Linked DNA regions of Zea mays: region 1 is linked to region 2. Evidence: chromatin contacts called from public Hi-C data. All regions are on one chromosome and are shown on one strand. The core of a region is the stretch at or near the end of the contact, and the rest is flanking DNA. Distances in the headings are between cores, read along the strand shown.

Region 1 (2,700 bases), core at 99-2,598, 170 kb after region 2:
CAGCTTGATGATCAATATGTGAGCCTTTTATGGAAGTTTCTATCAAATATATAGATCCAGCCGATCGAACACCATCAGTCAAAGTGGCTTATTTACGTTGATACGTGCACTTACCTCGTATATCCTAGAAGTGAGTAGAGGTGAAGTTCCTGATATAATCCTTGCAACAATATGCAATCTATTTGCTAAATCAATATGTGCATAACTGCATAAACTTCCAGAAGAAGTTATTTTGCCATACTGAGATAGTTTTGCAAGGATCAGGGGGAGCATATTTCTAAAGTTAGCCTTTATAGAAGATTCAATTGAATCTAGATCTAGATGATCGAAATATGTCCTAATGATAGTTGTTGCACTCTTTTTCCCTTAGTGAGTTTTCTTGAAGTTTCTCACATAAGGTTTTTAACGAGGCAACAAAGTGCAAATGCAATATGCGTCACCATGCGCTCTTTCTCCATATTTTCCACTGGTTTTTTGGGAGTTTTAATGAGGCATGTGTTGGTCGTGGTATTCGCCCAAGGGGGAGTGTTAAGTAACCCTAGTTAGGGTTATGTGGGCAAATACCGGCTTTGCCCCTGAGGGGTCTCACATCTCTATATAAGGAACCTATACACCCCCTCATAATACAGAGAAGAGAAAGAGGCCAGAGGCCCAACCCTATATCATGTGTCTCGTGTGTTACTCTGTTGTGCTTATGGGAAGGGAGACAGGTTCTCTACAGCTTCTCGCGCCTCTACTGCTGACGGGAGGGAAGGGAGCGGATCTGGTGATCCGTGGTGACGTAGTTCTCAACAGCCACCGCCACGCCGGACGCAAGCCGGCCTAGGACGGTTGTCGCCGGATCGGACGTGGGCTGGACGTATAGATGTCTAAATGGGTCGTGCCAGTCCGACCCGAGCACGGCTAGGCTTGGTACGGATTGGAACCGTGCCGGTCCAGCCCGGATTAGCTAGCGGTTCGGGTCGTGCCGACCCACGTATCCCGAGCGAGGCTCAGACACCGCCCGCTAGGTTAATAATCGTGCCGGGCCGACCCACGGGCCAAATGGGTCCATAATAGCATATGACGTTTAAACGATAAAAATATCCTAAAAATATGCATATTTGTGGGTTTAAACTATATTTATTAGCTCTTAACATTTATTTACACCCACATAACCAACAAAAACACATGTTTCTTGTGTTTATACTCTATATTCAAGTATAATATATGTATTTATATGAAAAAATAGAAAAATAAAATTGGGTCGTGTTGCTCGAGCCGGATTTCGGGCCGCTCGGCAAGCCCAGCTCGTCTGGACATGTATAGTTGGGCGGAAGGTTGTCACTGGATGTGTGTGCTCCCTGCTGCTCGAGCCTAGAGAACGTAGGGCCAGGGCAGGCGGTGGCTGCCGGCTAGTGAAGAGCGCAAGGGGCAAGATGGAATGTGTGCGGTCGGCGACTGGGGATTGGGGAAGGACAAGGCGAAGGGAAAGTGGGCGAGGGCGGTTGCGCTGTGGGTTTGAGTGTCTCGCGTCTGGCCATTTAGGTTTAGGGTTCCAGTTCAACCGATGGTTGGCTCATTGGTTGGGCAACTTGCCTCTTATACTATATCCAGCAGTTTATCCATCCTCATTCATATATTCAAACTCCACTCTGGTGCAATGTACAGTGCATAACAGTGTAAAATAGTGTTTTTAGGTAAACTATGAATAAACTGTTGTAGACGGTCTTAGGCTTGAGGGCGGGTGGACGATGGGCACTAGCCCATGGACTGTGTCACCCTGAAGGCGTGCATGAACACATGCCCGCTAATATACAGTGAAGGCCGTTTTGTGCTTGCATAAACGGGCTAGGACCTCGGCCCAAGCAGACCGGTGCATCGAGCCGGGCCGGGCCGAAATTTTTCCATATCGTACTGTGCTTGGGTCGTGCTTTTTCCCCGTGCTTTGTGCTAGCTTGTTACACCTAGCTTAAATGCACACTCTAGCAGAGACCCAACACAACTATGATATGGGAGGACCTTCCCAGAGTTCGACAGACGAGCTTGGTAGTGCCCTATCCATGTGATTGGTTGCATGGGTAAGTGTAGCTCGCTAGAAACGGGACGCAATCTAGATACCTGCACATGGTGTCAGGATAGGTGTTTTTAGCTTGAGATGCACCTAGTTGGGAGTATTTGGAACTGATCCAAATTCGCTCCACTATAGAGTGGTAGTTTTAAATTTAATATTTAAAGATATATTTTTAATCTGAATAATAAATAAAATCGACTTATTTAAATGTCATCTAAAGTTAACTCACATCTCCACGATTCTTAGAGTATCTAGTGATCTTCTCCACTAACTATACTAAATTTTATAGAGCTAGAGCCGTCCTAAATGGGCCTAAATTACTAATATACCCCATTTGGAAGTTAGCATTGGAGCGTGTCATTGGACAACCTCCAATTCCGTTGTTTGGATGATCTCCCGATCCCATTTCCAATTATATATACAATCAAACAACAACAATGAGATTGAAGGCCATTTCCATTTCCACTCAGCTTTGGCATTCCTACCCCAATACAATTCCTCTGTCTCAATGCTAACATCCAAACGGACTGATAAGTTAATATCGTTGATCTGTTTTGCACTAAATTAATGATCATGTTCCTTTTTATATGCTCTCTTCCGATACTATCAATTGTCTCCGTTTAAACATCTCTATATACATTACTAAT
Region 2 (2,700 bases), core at 126-2,625:
CTTCATCGCTGATTCTGTGGTAAGGGGGTACTTGAGAATTTGGTACTGATCAAGCTTGTTCCTTCCGGTAGTGCTGATTCGTGGGTACTTGGGGTCCCTAGCCTTCTTCAGGGTCGTGGGGCGGTGAAATGTCACAGACGTGCGGATCTTCTTGGTCTTCTTCTTGGCTGCCCCAGACTTCACAGCCTTGGCAACCTTCAAGGCCTGGGTCTTGGCATCACCCTTCTTGGCAGGAGCAGCTAATGAAACCACAGTTAGATAAAAAAAACAGGTAATCAGGAGCAGCTAATGAAACCACAGTAAGATAAAAAAGACAGGTAATGAATTTCAGCATGATGATTGTGCGCTAAAATAGACAGGATTACAACATGTATTGATGCCAATGCATTAGAGATCATATCTGTATTCAAGAGATAATGCAGCAAATACAGTTTGCTAATTCTATACTCACCCTTTTGAGAGGACTCATGTTCTGGTCAAGGCATGAGTACAACAAAGAGGAGGTTGTTAGATCGAAGACCTAAATGTACAAATACCCACTAGTTACTAGTTCCTAATACATGGTGTCGTGGTGAGACAAACAAGGGAACAGGAAATGCACGATCAGCTTATAGCAATTTCAAGGTTGACACAGGGCATTTCTTGATCAAGTATATGGCACCTATAGAAATATGTTAGGCGTGTACCTTTAGGAGCCATTTCAGCTTCTCGAAGATGTCTCCTGAACTGGAAACATACAAAGAAAGAAAATAATGTCAGATAGGTGAAGAAGCAAAGGAGACAAGACAAAATAATGCAAATTGTGTAGTGAACCATAGAATGGTTTTGTCATCTACATAAATGCTACCGGTTAACAAATAACAGTACTCGGTCTAGCGTTAACCGAAAGCCAAGTTTAGGCGTTAACCCAGCCAAAATCAGAAACATAGCAAGACCATTAGTAAACCAGCGCCATTTCCAATTCAACAATGGCAATAATATTTGAAATCATAGACAGCATCCTTACCACGATGAGATGGGCGTACTAAGGTCAAAGAGATCCCTCCCACAAAACCTTCTCACGATTAACAGCAAAAGCTACCGATACGAACAGATACACGAAATATAAGAGACCTTGACTCTCACTCCCGCCGAAAGACCTCTCCAGAACAAGCGCTTACAGAGCAGATCCGGCTGTTCCACGAACCGACCGAGCCGGCTACCCAACAAAGAAGTACATACAATTCGGAATGCTGAGACCACAACGGCCGGACAGTGGAGAGATGGGGCGAGAGGAGAGCGGCTTACCTTACCTCTCCTTGCGGCGGGCTGAGGCGGACGCGAAACGATGACGGCTGGGAGGAAACCCTAGCCCCCGGGCAGAGGTTTTATAGAATGGACCCGAGTGAGTCACTCCACTCCCAGTGGGCTGAACGAAGATTGCACGCCGGATCGTGAACCGTCTGTTGGCTGGACTGTATATGGACCGGCCCACATAGATTTGAAACGGGAGAACGGGTGCTTCGGTTCAGTTACACGCCCGCGGGCACTTTGGGGAAATACATGTCAAAGCCCAACTAACCTTAGTTGGGGTTATATGGGTAAATACCTGCTTTGCCCCTGAGGAGTCTCACATCTCTATATAATAAACCTGTATACCACCTTATAATATAGAGAAGAGAAAGAGGTCAGAGGTCCAACCCTACATCATGTGTCTCGTGTGCTATCTGTTGTGCTTATAGGAAGGGATACAGGTCATCCACATCTTCTCGCGCCTAATCTGCTAACGGGAGGGAAGGGAACGGATCTGGTGATCCGTAGTAACGTATTTCAACACGTTATCAGCACGCTCTACCTCGATGTCGCTACGGGATCAGATCTGCATCAACTCTCTGTCAAGCCGGCAGGTCTTACGGCCTAGCCGAACTGTCCTACACGATAGACTCCGATTCCTCTACGCAACCAAATTGTGTGGTATGATTTTGTTTGTTAGTAGAATGGATCTACCTGCTCCCGCAAGGTGTGGCTAGCGCCACCACTAGAGACCGCGCCAGCAGCGTCGTGCCTCACCCTCGAGTCGACACATAGTGCACTGCGTGCATGTCGGCCGCCGCCGCATGTGCCTGCTGCAGACGTTGAATTTGGTATTGGTGTGCCAGAGCAGATCGCGATCGTCGGGAACCACACGACCAAACTTTAGCAGCACCGTGACTGCGTGTAACGACGATACACGCAGGTCAACTCAATGCCACGCTGCAGGCTACCCATGGGCGAGCTTCGTCCCAACCGACGCATGCCACACGAGCGAGCTTTGCCCCGACTGTCGCTTGCGCGCAAACGAGGTCCGTCGCAAGCCGGGCATGCAAGCTTCCGCCATGACGTCAGGCGGATGGGCAAGGCTGCCATCCGCAGGCCGAGTGAACGGCCTGGCATGCGGTCTATGCGGCGATCACAGAGACAGAGAGGAAGCCGGATCTTTGACTGCATGCATGCACACGTTGTGGCTGAAAGAAAAGCAATCTTTGACTGCATGCGTTAGTTAGAGATCCTAATTAAGTGGCTTTGAACGTGTGGTCCCAGTGACTTAGCCCTCGGACGCACCAAGGTGGGAAGTCTGCTCCCTTAGTTATTGTGTGCATGACAGCCTGCATGCAATCTCATTCCTGCCTGATTAAATGCTATTAGGTGTAGCTAAAAAGAAAAAAGAGCAGCAACCAATAA

The links. Hi-C and Micro-C count contacts between places; a contact is called where the count stands out from the background.
Region 1: a Hi-C map of tassel shows a contact between it and region 2, with 2.7 times the contacts expected there. The contact joins the enhancer-like site here to the promoter of LOC541695 in region 2. A contact is called at or near these places in 3 of 25 Hi-C or Micro-C datasets (leaf and tassel).

The regions. Positions count from the first base shown.
Region 1 is chr2:33,376,768-33,379,467 of Zm-B73-REFERENCE-NAM-5.0, forward strand. No RefSeq gene overlaps it. Among protein-coding and RNA genes, the nearest start is that of LOC100279386, 7.8 kb to the right of the region's middle. Within about 2 kb of position 1,349, at least 8 of the 20 cell types and tissues checked have an H3K27ac peak or open chromatin away from gene starts, as enhancers often do. A contact at or near this core is called in tassel, where this site is marked.
Region 2 is chr2:33,208,031-33,210,730 of Zm-B73-REFERENCE-NAM-5.0, forward strand. It overlaps LOC541695 (60S ribosomal protein L23A), which reads right to left and starts at 1,376. Exons shown (of 4, transcript NM_001348557.1): 1 at 1,288-1,376; 2 at 687-726; 3 at 1-239. The coding sequence starts at 699.